2 separate regions of the Mus musculus genome follow, and region 1 is linked to region 2. The links are chromatin contacts, called in public HiChIP or PLAC-seq maps. All regions are on one chromosome and are shown on one strand. The core of a region is the stretch at or near the end of the contact, and the rest is flanking DNA. Distances in the headings are between cores, read along the strand shown.

Region 1 (6,269 bases), core at 961-3,460, 140 kb before region 2:
GCCATATTCTAATCTTTCTCCCTCATGATAGAGTGCTTGTTTATCACACATAAAGTCTTAGGTTTTATCTCCAACACTGTATAATCTGGGTGTGGTGGCACTCACCTATACTTACCACTCTGAAAATGAAAGCAAGAAAGTCAACATTCAGGGGCAGGCCCAAAAGATGGCTCAGTGGTTAAAGGGACTTGCCACCAAGGTTGATGATCTGAGTTCAGTCCCCAAGACCCACAGGAGAGAACGGGTTCTTACCACATGTGCAAGCACACACACCACTCACAAAAGTTCTGATGGTTTGAATGAGAATGGCCTCTATAGGCTTATACATTGAATATGTAGTTCTCGATTGAAACTGTTTGGGAAGGATTAGGGGGTGTGGCCTTATTAAAGGAAGTGTATCCCTGGAAGTTGACTTTAAGGTTCCCAGTACTCTTGTGGATCAAGATGTGAGTTCTCAGTTGCTCCTTGTTTTGCCCTCAGGGACTTTAACTTCCTTCCTTCCTTCCTTCCTTCCTTCCTTCCTTCCTTCCTCCCTCCCTCCCTCCCTCCCTCCCTCCCTCTCTCTCTCTCTCTCTCTCTCTTTCTTTCTTTCTTTTTTTGAGACAGGGTTTCTCTGTATAGCACTGGCTGTCCTGGAACTCACTCTGTAGACCAGGCTGGCCTCGAACTCAGAAATCCACCTGCCTCTGCCTCCCAAGTGCTGGGATTACAGGCGTGCGTCACCACTGCCTGGCTGGACTTTAACTTTCTGAGGCTGCAAGCCAAATTAAAAGGTTTCTTAATAGGTTGCCTTGGTCTTTGTGTGTTATCACAGCAAGAGAAAAGTAACTAAGACACATGTAAAGTTCATACATTGGAAACAGCAGCAGGCGTGGCCACCATGCCCAGTTATGTGTTTGTGTGTGTGCGCTGTGTGTGTGTTGAATAGATAAATGTCACATGTATAGACAGGTGTACTCACATGTAATGCCCAGAAGTTGACATCTGGATAATTTCTCCAAACACTTCTGGGCCTCTATTTATCAATTTGGGGGCAGTCTCTCACTGAACTTTGCCATTTTGGATAGAATGGCCATCAAACCCCCAGGATCTGCCTGTTTCTAACTCCCAAATCTACATCACAGGCAGCATAACCAGACCTGGCTTTTATTTGGATGCTGGAGATTTGAACTCAGGCTTGTGCAATAAACATTTTACCCATTGAGCCAACTCCTTGACTCCTGGCTTAAAATATCCTATTCTTCATCAAGATTTCTATTTTATCTGCATCTATTTAGGTTCATATTTCTTATTTTATTCAGTGAGTTTTATTATGTTACTGTATTATTTGTTTTGATGTTTTAATTGAAGATTTGTCCCTGAGAAAGCCTCCACACTAGCCTCCCTCTTCACACACACACACACACACACACACACACACACACACACACACACCTTCAGTTCTACAAAGGGACACTTTATTCTACAAGCTAGAAGTATTCCCTATATCTTTCTGACGTGCTCCAATTATTAACCAATGTCTAAAAACCTTTATGAAAGGCTGAATTAGCTGTATATAGAATTTGGCTAATTGCATTTGCTCAGAGTGGTATTTTCTGTTAAAGCGAAGTATCCTGAGAGAATGTTAAATCACAAGGCAGGAGAGGATATAAATGAAAATGCTGATTTATCAATGGGAGCTCTTGGAGTGTCTGGTCTATCAGGAGAAATGAAGCCATCCCATGTTTTCCCCTCTAGGAGATTATAATTAGAAGCTGAGCCTTTGCACAGCATTTTAAAGTTACTCTTAATTTTCAGCTTCTCATTAAAATGTATATTTGTTGTCTGGGAAGACTTATTAATAGTTCTGCAAACTCTCTGCTGCTTGTTAGGAACAGATTGTATATGTAAATAGGCTTTTCAGGCGCTTGAGAGCAAACACCTCCCTCGTCGGGGCTGTACACTTGGAGAATACTAACCAGGGGGCATTGTGCAGCGCCGGTCCCTCCGGGGGCATCGTGCAGCGCCCGTTCCTCCGGAGGCATCGAGCAGCGCCGGTCCCTCCGGGGGCATCGTGCAGCACCCGTTCCTCCAGTTCTTTGCCAGCACCTTGAGGGCGGCTCCTTCAGCAGCATCACCTCTAAATCTGCCTGAAGCCATCAGGGACGACTGCTCCTAGAAACCCAGGAAATGCTGGCTTGGGTGGAGCCCGTGGTCCCGCAGGCACTTCCCTTCTGTCCACCGGATGGCAGCATTGAGTCAGGGCTGCAGCCTGGCAAGGACTGGCTCTGGGAAGATAGAAAGACCAGGTTTCTTCCTGAGAGAACCAGGTTCCTGTGTTCTCCTAGGCAAGCCTCTAAAACCACATAGAGTGAGGTTTGCCCACCCCACCTTCGCTGCGCCGGGTAAACAATGACAGCATTGTGGTGTATTCGGTGTCGATTTCCTTGAGAATCCGAGGATACATCTCAGATAGGCTTTCAAGGTTCAGACTTAGAAGGTGCAATTGGGCAAGCAGGCTGAATTCCCTAGCTCAGTTCATGTAGAAGCCATTGAATGTAAAGGATTAATGGCGTTATTTAATGAGAGGCTAGGGGTACTTCTCAGGAAGAGAATGCCTGCCAAGCATTGCAAAAGCAAGACATACCCTACAAACACTCAGGAGAATAGAAGAAAAAACTGTTGGGTGTCTGTCTGCTTTGCCTTTACCCTAAGCCTAACCGTGAGCTAGCATCAGAACTTCATGGAAGGACTCCTTAAAGCACAGATTGCTGGCTCCATCCCCAAAGCTCTTCACTCAGTAGACTTAGGCTAGGGTCAGCTTATTAGCATTTTAACAAGTTTTCTGGTGATGTTGATGCAGCTGGACCAGGGAATTGGTCCATTTAATCACATTTAATCCTCAGCAGCCCTTTGATATAAGCATTGTCCTTTTGCAGATAAGAAGCAAAAATACTTGAGGCTAGGGATGTAGTCTAATGGAAGAGCTAGACAAATTCCCTTCACAGGCTAAAATATGTGCCTTGTTGGTCTGACTCCCAAAACCTCCCTCCGTGTACTGCACATGTACTTTGGCGGTTCCTCTGAGTGCCATGGTTTCCAAACACATAAACATGGGACAGATATCGGTTCTGACAGTTGGAGACTTTAAGAGTTTAGCACTTTATCTTTGGAGTCGCTCAGGGTGAAAGCTACGAAGGTGCCGAGCAGGCGTGGCAGACTTGCTTCTGTGTGCAGGATGCAGCTGTTTGCGCTGTCTACTGAAATGTCTTTGGAAATGAAGTGTTGATACTGTTCAGTATTTCGGCCCCCAAACCCTAACCGTGGATCTGGAAGACGGTGTGAAAATGAGGCAGAAGGAAGAAACTACAGAATCTGTGAGCTTACCCATGGAGGGGACACAGTTTGCCTGTGGAAATGAGCAACTAAAATTGGGTGGCCTTTCCCTAGCGGGGATTTGACATAATAATGACTCTTCCACAGAGCCCTGTGTCATCTGGGCTGGACTGAGCAGAGGCTCAGTGTTTGCTCTCCAGGTGACTGATGCTTTCTTCCATCAATTCCCCAACTCTAGATCCACAATCAAACCTGAGCTCTCAGAGGCAATATTTGGAAATAGTATTTGTGAAGACAGGGTGGGGGTGGGAAAAAGACATGGAAAATAGAATGGAGGGGGAGGTGGAAAGAGGGATGGAGGGAAGGAGGGAGGGAGGGATGAATGGAGGGAGGGAGAGAAAGAGGGAGGAAGGGAGGGAAGGCAGGCAAAGGCAACTTTTAAAAGGGCTTATTTTGGCTCTGAATTCCAAGAGGACACAGTCCATGGTGACAGCAAAGTGTGGCAAAAGGAGCATCAGGAAACGGCCACAGTGCATCTATAGTCAGAAAGTGTGAACCAGGAAGAGCCATGGATCCTGGTTTGAGCAGGTAACAGCACAGTACATCTTGATGGGGGGTGGGGGGAGGGGCGAGGGCCAGGATGCAGGGACGCCTGTTCATCCCATGGTAAACTTGTTCTTCCTTGCTTAGGGTGAGCGTGCTCATCTCACTTTCTCCTTCTTTGGGACCCTACCCAGGAGATGACGACATCCACATTGAAGGCGAGACTTTCCACCTCAACGAACCAGAATCTAAACATTCCCTCACAGACATGTCCAGAGATCAGTTTTCATGGTGATCCTAAATCCTACCAAGTTGATGACAAGACTGGCATCACAGTGTCCAAACACCTGGAAGAGAGAAGTGTCTACCCGGCAGGGATTGAGAATAAAGCATATGGCCGGGTGTGGTGGCGCATGCCTTTAATCCCAGCACTCGGGAGGCAGAGGCAAGCGGATTTCTGAGTTCGAGGGCAGCTTGGTCTACAAAGTGAGTTCCAGGATAGCCAGGGCTATACAGAGAAACCCTGTCTCGAAAAACCAAGAGAGAGAGAGAGAGAGAGAGAGAGAGAGAGAGAGAGAGAGAGAGAGAAGGGGAGGGGAGGGGAGGGGAGGGGAGGGGAGGGGAGGGGAGGGGAGGGGAGGGGAGGGGAGGGGAGGGGAGGGGAGAGGAGAGGAGAGGAGAGGAGAGGAGAGGAGAGAAGAGAAGAGAAGAGAAAAGAGAGAGAATAAGGCGAATAAGGCGTGTGGAGATTGTGCTCCGCTCTGCTCCAGGGAGCCTGGACCTGAAGGGCACCACTTAGCCCCGCCCACTCCCACCCTCCATCACCTCCCCCTCCAGCTCCAGCTCATTGGGAGGTCGAGGGCAAAGCCTGGGATTTCTAGTCCCTTTACCCTCCCTCATACTGTGTACTTGCCAGAGCTTCCAGGAGGGGAAGTGGGTAGGACTTTCGAGAGGATAATGTGATAAGAGAAGGACAAGAAACTGTAAAGATTGCATCAGGCGTGTGGCTGGTTTTGAGTCACACCTACAGAAGAGCTGAGATAATGCAGACAAAGTGAAGGGTCATGTTGACTCACAGTCTCAGAGGTTTCCTTTTGGAGGCTTGTTCCTGCTACTCCTGTCTTGCTCTGTAGAAGGTCTGCTCGCCTCATGGGAGTTGGGGAACAAAGAAAGACAGGCAGGCTGGGGTCCCAATGTCTCTTTTTATGCCCTGCCAATAGCTTTACTTTCTACTACTAGGCACATGTTCTGAAGGTCCCACTGTCTCCCCTCAGTGACACAGGTACAGACAGGGCCTTCAAACTTATGGATCTTTGGGGGATACTCCAGACCTTCTAGACCCAAAGTAGTATACTAGAAAGCAAAACTAACACTTAAGAGGTGAGACCTCCTGGTCTGGAGGCTGGGCCAGTGGCCTTGACCCCTACTTTGTCATTCTTCCCAGCAGCCAGCTCACACCAGGTCTCTCAAGTAGAGCACACTGGGGCTGCTTGGGACAAGGTCTGAGGGCTCCAGTTCCAGCCCAGGGGAGGCCACCACTACTCCCACTGTTAGAAGAACTTACTTCTGTACCCCAGAGGGTGTGTCCCCTTTGTTAATTCCATTCTGCTGATGTTGGTGCTTAACCTCCACCATTAACCCACATCTAGTGGTGTAATCATTCAAACATCTCTCATGACTCCATGGCAGACACAGTATAACACTTGATCAACACTTGGGAAAGCCCCACACAGAAATTCCAACATCCACTAAAGAGGGACCTGCAAAAAAAAAACCATCAACAATGGCACTTTCTTGACTGATCTATATGTTTACTGTCTGCTATGGACTGAGTGTTTGTCTACTAGACTCTTAAGTTGGTGCTCTAACCCTTTTTGGAGATGGGCTATCTCTTGAACCCCCCCCCCCCCCAGACTTCAGAGCTCTGAGAATGGGTCTACAGTATGCCTGTTATAGCACCATTTTCCTAGTTACTTTAAAAGTGAATACTATATTAAAACATATGTGATGTGTGTGTGTGTGTGTGTGTGTGTGTGTGTGTGTGTGTGTGTGTGTGTGAATTTATAAAATGAGCTCCTAACCATCTTCTTAGTTTTTAAAATAAGGATGATAAGGGGCTGCAAGATGGCTCAGTGGATCCAAGTTCAGTTCCCAGCACCCACAGGGTAGCTCACAACTGACTATGACTCCAGCTGCAGGGGATCAAACATCTCTGGCCTTTGAGGGCACCTGCCACATGCACACACATCCTCAGACAGACACAACACGAATAATAATAATAAATAAAGTATAAAAAATAAAGTAAATTTGCTAATATTCTCTTCATAGGAGTCTCTGGGAACAGAGGTGTTAGTGTGGTTCATGGGACAGGTATAGACCCCAGGAATAAGAAACAGGAGAAGAAAGACAGA
Region 2 (6,443 bases), core at 1,953-4,452:
TATGGTGGCTCACATCTTTAATCCCAGCACTAGGAAGACAGGCAGGTAGGTGCCTCACCTTGAGCTCAAGGCTCATCTACATAGTGAGCCCCAGGACAGCCAGAGCTACTTAGACAAACCTTGTCTTGGAAAAATAAGCATGATAAAACTCAGGCCATGCAGCGCAGAGAATGAACAGGGACCTGTCCTTCCTCAGCCTCCTGCTGCCCAAGGCCAGGGTCTCAACAGGGAACTGTGGCGCTGCGAGGAGCATTCCCTCACGGGAAAGTTTGCTAGATTCTCCCATCTCTCTCCTCCAGTTTCGACTCATGCTCCTCACCCACACTTCTTCCCTTTTGCACTATTTCTGTTTTCCAGGAACAAGCTTTAAGCTTGCCAACTAAAGAGTGAAGTCCAGAGGAGCCTGCTAGAGCCCGGAAGGCCCACAGGCCCTGGTCTTCTCCTCTGGCCACCAGAGGTAAGAGGGAGGGGGACTCATCTGTCCTTCTGTCCCCTTGCCTTACATAAGACTTAGCACATGCACAATAAATGCTAGATGGAGAATGAATGAATTCCCAAGGAGAGAGGAGTAGACCATTACTCTACCACTTAGGCCATCTTTCAGGTAGTGACACTTAGGAATTTAAAGCCTGAGTCACCTTAATTTCCCCATCGCACTGATTAAACAGATACTTATTTGTTTAACATGCATTATTTAAGCTTTTAACTCTAACAGCTGTGATCAAAGACCAAGGAAAACAGAGAGCCTTGCCAAGCCCTCCCGAGGCTCCTTGCCCCGGAGGGACACTTAGATGGGATAGGGAGCACGGGGCCAATGAGCCTTTCAAAAGTTATTCCCTGGGCAGGAAGAGCCGACCCTGGAGTTCCCAGACAACCAGTGTAGATAACAACAGCTGAGTTTTAAAACCCAAGGCAGCAAAGGAAAAAGACAGTGCAGGCCAAATGCACTGTCATTTCTCCACAAAGACGTCACTGACTACCAAGCAGCTGTCTCTTGTCACTTTCAGACCAGGTGGAGTGTTGTAAGCAGGAGAAGTGGTTACTTCACTGAAGCAACCCAGCTGGGCCCAGGCTGGGAAGGTGGGAGCCCAGTGTGCTGGGGTCAGAGGGAGGAAGCCAATGGTCCGCAGAGTCAGGAGAGTACATTCCTCCTAGAGGAGCCATCCCTCTGGCTCCAGCCACTGCCAGCTGCTGGTTATGGTAAAGCCAGGAGACAGAGTCAGATGGCAAGGGGTGGAGACAAATACAAAACAAAGAGATGCCACCAAAGAGGGAGAGGCCGGGAATCCTAGGGCAGGGCCAGGCCTCGGACTCCTCACATGCCGGGACACTGAGGCCTGGGTCACAGTCATCTCGCTGCAGAATCCAGATCTAGAAACAGGACCTAGTGGCTAGATCTTAGATCTGCACCCCGGGGCTCCTTCTGTTGCACCATGCAAGTTCTTTGCACATTGCATGATACAAGCTGCACACCACACATACACACACACACACACACACACACACACATTCTTGAGACTTTGGCCACTTCCCCAGAGTCTGGGACAGGGATAGGTACTGCAGGGTGCAAGCCCTGCCTACGTCTACAGCCCCAGAGCTCACACTCACATCATGGGATCTGACAATCAGAAACCCCCAACATACATCACACACTTACACACACACACACACACACACACACAGTGTGTTATCTTCGGGTCTCTCTACTTCCTCCAGAAACCCAGCATTTTGCCTGAGATATGAGGGGGGAAAATAAGAAGGAAGTGAACCCAGACTTCTTTGCCTTCAGGATGCTGCTTCATCTACAGAAAGGCCAGACTGCTGTGGACATGCTGTAATTTTCTCTCTGCCCTCCCTACATGGGAGACAAGTGGGGTTTCAGGTACAACTGAACTGTGTGAGGAGTCACAGGGAAATAGTGGTGGAAATCCAAGTGGCCGGAAGATCAGCTCCTACTGGTGCTGACACGGGTCATCAAGTGGTGATGGCCAAGAAGTCAGGCTAGTGACTGAGCTTGCTTATCCATGAAATGAGCCCATAAACGCATGACCATGACCATAGAGTCAACTGCAATTAACAGCCTTTAGGAAGCAGAGCACAATGGCCCCTGCCCCTGCCCAAGAGACACATTGACTCACAGGCACACTGAATGACCAGGACCCTCTAAGGGTTTCCACTGAGGTGATGGTTTTATAGATCATTGCCTTCCAAAATGGCTTTCCCTACATTAAACACAAACAGGATGCTATTCCTGCACCACACACCCTGTCCACCAACAGCTGGCAAGCAAGATGATACCCATGCAGCAGAATCATAGCCGAGGCTAGACCCGGGGATACAAATGACAGCATCATGTACAAATGACAGCTTACACAGAGTGTGCCATCACACTCAGGTAACCAAGCCTAGGCACGGAGTGTCTCCACATCAAGAAGATCACCCAGCTCAAACCACAGCCCAGCTCATGTTTGGCAAAGCCAAGGACCCCCTCCCATTGCCTAGGAAAGCAGATCTCAGCCACCCACCAGAGCACCCTGGGGGCTTTGACCATGGGTGGAAGTGGGTTTGAATGATAGAGCACAGAGACAAACACAGACTGGACAAGGTGCTGCGGAGCCACATACTGCGAGCCACGTGAGCCACATACCAGTACTGTTTCTCAGAGCTGCACCACTCCATCAGCTCTTTGCCAGGAGCAAAGCAGCAAGCAGGCCTGCAAGGTAGAACAGGGTAGATCTCTGGGCTTGGATGGGGTAGGGGATTGGGGGTCAGGGATTTCAAAGACTGGGACTAAGAGCCCACCAGGAAAGGCACTTGCTAGAAACGGTGCTTAGTCCATTTAGTTTGTCTATTTGCCACTTGCAATTTATCTAGTATTTCCTGAAAGGTCACTGGGTGGTGATTTCAATATTGTAAAATTTGAAGAGGTGCTCCAGAAGAAATGTACAAATTTCACAGGTTTATGCTGGCTTAAATGTGATCTATTTTATTAAAAGAATCTATTCTGGGTGTACTTTGGATAGGATTTGGCAACTGATTGGTTAGAGATCCAAAAGGCCTATGCTATTAAAAGATTCACTGTGGGGTTTGGGGGCTGGTAAAAAGAAGTAGAAATCAAAGGCGTCTGCAAAGGTGTGGTTGGTAGACAGAGCAAAAAGCATTTGAGATCATAGAATGCTTAGTCATCGTGCAGTCCCCCCAGGCAGGGGGCTGGGAGAAATGGCACTGACTGAAGCGAGGGCAGCTTGCCACAGCGCTTCCCACCTGGCGCACCTGCACAGGTTCGCCCCCCCCCCCCCCTCACTCTCCCCTCACGGCTCCTCATTAGCTAAACCCAATCTTTGTCACTGCGAGGAAAATAAACGGGGAAATTGCCTGAGGAAAGAGGGGCCTTGTTGTGTGGACCAGAAGATTCCACGTTTTCCCTCAGCCCCCATCAGATCCTCCCAGCAGCAGAGCCATTTTCTTCCTGTCAGCCCATTGATGCACAACTTCCTGTCAGGACAGCAGAGGAGTCTGGGGAAATGTGTCTTCCTTCACAGCCTCAGCTGGTGCCAGGCAACAGCGGAGAGCATTTCAAAGATACAGCAAGCATCCTGAGCTTCTGATTCCATTAGCCATCCTGGGGACTCAAAAGCACCAGGAGGAGACTCAGGAGAGACCTGACATCTTATCTTTGGGTCCAGCACACCCCAGCTCCCGTCTGGGCACCCAACCTAATCATAACCATGATGGCTATGAGGAAGGCTAAAACTGGCTCTAAAGTGACAGAAATAGTGTTAGAAATGAGGGAACAACTCTTCTAGGGAAAGCCTAGCCACTGAGGACAAACTCTTAGTGGAATAAAGTCGAAACCCTCCCTCCCTTCCCCCCTCTCCTATCAGAGCCCACATTAAATGCAATGAGGAAAATCCTAATTACCACCATTTATTGAGTTCTCCCCAGGAACCTGCATCATCTTCTTTAATCCCCCAAAACCCACAGAGTGGTTCCCAAACTTTGCAGCACATTAGAATAACCCATGGAGCTTGGGAAATTCCCTGGTACCCAGGCTTGTAGTCCTGACCAATGAGGTCAGAAGGTAGGTAGCTGGGACAGGACAGGCGTGGGGTGCTGTTGTTGTCGTTTCTTTTCTTTACATCAGTTTAAAAAAAAAGATCCCAAGGTAATTCCAAAATATAACAGGGGTTGGACAAGATAGCAAACAACTTTAACCCCAGTACTTGGCAGGCAGAGGCAGGAGGATCTCTGTGAGTTCAAGGCCAGCCTGGTCTACATAGAGTTTGAAGCCACCCAAGGCTGTAAAGACCCTGTCTCAGAAAAAATGTAGCAGGGCTGGTGTACCCCCCAAAGAATGTGTTACTATCCCCTATTTCATTCATGAGAAAATTAACAGGCGAATTTGCCCACCTAAAGTCCCACAGTCTATAAACAGCCATCACTTTCAGCCAGCCTCTCAGATCTGCATGCCAGGTGCTCCTCCCTACTGCCCACCGCCGACATTAACCAGAGCCCCTCCAGGGTCAGAAGCCTGGGCACCGAGAGGGAGCACAAGGGTCCGTGCAGGGCTGGGAGAACAAACTGTGTGAGTGTGCACAGCCCCACCTGACAGATGTAGGATCAGTAGACTCTGCTCCATCCGCTGGCGATACCGTGTGAGAGCACTCCAGAACAAAGTCCCGCCTAACCCAAGAGGATGAAGAGGTGTTTATATATATAATATATATATAATATATATATTATATATATACACATTATATTATATATATACACATTTATATATTATATATTATATATTATATATTATATATTATATATTATATATTATATATTATATATTATATATTATATATTATATATTATATATTATTTATTATATATTATATATTATATATTATATATTATATATTATATATTATATATTATATATTATTATTATATATTATATATTATATATTATATATTATATATTATATATTATATATTATATATTATATATTATATATTATATATTATATATTATATATTATATATTATATATTATATATTATATATTATATATTATATATTATATATTATATATTATATATTATATATTATATATTATATATTATATATTATATATTATATATTATATATTATATATTATATATTATATATATACAAGAGCATTCATGTTCCCAGGAGGCAATGTTGCAAACCCAAAGTGGAGCAAGTGAGGAGAGGCTCCTGTGACCTGTGAGCCAGAACCCCTATGATTATCACTCCATTGGCTACCGAACATAAAGACAGTCACTTTCCCCTCTCGGCCTCAGATTCCCCTTGGGCCTTGTCTATGAGACTCTGTCTGGCGCCATCTTCCACTGTGCTTCTGGGGTCCGTCCTCGGGTGTGAGGGTATGGAAAGAGCTGTAACCTCATTCCAGACAGAAAGGGTCCACAAACTGTTCGGATGCCCCCAACCCCAGGCAGGAGATGCCAGTGCACCAGCTGAACAAACAGGCCAATGGGAGAAGCCACACTTTGCACCTGCCCCAGCCACGGCCCTGTGAACAGGACAGGAGCCAATATACCAGGTCTACCTCTCCTGGCAGCACCCCAATATCTGGGCAGAAAGGGTCTGTCAATCTCTGGAATTACCCTGCTCAGTGTCCCTACCCACCTTCCCTCACCCTCTGGTGCCAGCCCACATCACCCCCACCCAGGAACTGCCGCCAAAGACCAGGTCAACTCAGACTCCCTGACATGCCTCATTCAGGGCCTTCTCTACTGTCCTTCATATTCCTGACTCTTGTGACTCCAGTTCTAGTCCCTTTCCTTACTTCTATCACACTGCCTGGACCCTCTGTTCACACCCCCAGCACCAGAGGTCCAGGTCAAACTCCAGTCTCAAGAGAAGAGGCCGTGGAGGGGGAGGGTCACAAGATCTCCCTTAGATCTCCACAAGATCTCCTGGGTGCTCCCTGGCTATGAGACCAAGCCTTATCATACTCTGCTATGAAATGGGGACAATAAACCCAGTGACTTTATGAAATACCAGGACTCTCAGTAGGAATTCAGCCAAGGAAAGCTGGAAGTTCTTGTTTATCTTCAGGGTCTCAGAGCCTTGCATGGGCCCTAATACTGGGAACTTTGAGCAGGTATGACCACACCAAGCTCTAGACTGTTTGCAGACTTAGCCCCCTGTCCACCCTCTGCCAGAGGGGGGCAGGGCTCTTGTGTCTATCAACTGCACAGAACACCCACTGTACCATCCAGAGAAGCCAGCTAGCCAGCTGCTTGCCACATCTGTCTGACCTACACAGATGGTTCCCAGCACCCCTTAAACCTGAACCCTCCAAATCTAGGCTTCCAGGGAGTATCCATTGGGTTTCTGACCTCAAATACCCTTGGTCTCAGTTTCAGTTCTTGTCAAACTCAGGGGAAGGGTGGGTGTTAGTGTTG

What was found. HiChIP or PLAC-seq counts read pairs in DNA pulled down with a chosen protein or histone mark.
Region 1: a contact with region 2 is called in an H3K4me3 HiChIP or PLAC-seq map of forebrain, with 4 times the contacts expected there. The contact joins two enhancer-like sites. A contact is called at or near these places in 2 of 39 promoter capture datasets (embryonic stem cells and pre-B cells), 1 of 15 datasets of contacts at CTCF or cohesin (CD8 T cells), 7 of 484 Hi-C or Micro-C datasets (the 3T3-L1 cell line, ECoMG myeloid progenitors, bone marrow-derived macrophages and 4 more), 10 of 115 datasets of contacts at active chromatin or transcription factors (T-cell acute lymphoblastic leukemia, embryonic basal ganglia, embryonic forebrain and 5 more) and 1 of 9 other capture datasets (embryonic stem cells).

What each region holds. Positions count from the first base shown.
Region 1 is chr3:89,684,817-89,691,085 of GRCm38.p6, reverse strand. No RefSeq gene overlaps it. Among named protein-coding and RNA genes, the nearest start is that of Adar, 43 kb to the left of the region's middle. Within about 2 kb of position 2,210, at least 62 of the 459 cell types and tissues checked have an H3K27ac peak or open chromatin away from gene starts, as enhancers often do. A contact at or near this core is called in forebrain, where this site is marked.
Region 2 is chr3:89,544,225-89,550,667 of GRCm38.p6, reverse strand. All of the region lies in intron 1 of Kcnn3 (potassium intermediate/small conductance calcium-activated channel, subfamily N, member 3), which reads right to left. Among named protein-coding and RNA genes, the nearest start is that of Kcnn3, 27 kb to the right of the region's middle. Within about 2 kb of position 3,202, at least 16 of the 459 cell types and tissues checked have an H3K27ac peak or open chromatin away from gene starts, as enhancers often do. A contact at or near this core is called in forebrain, where this site is marked.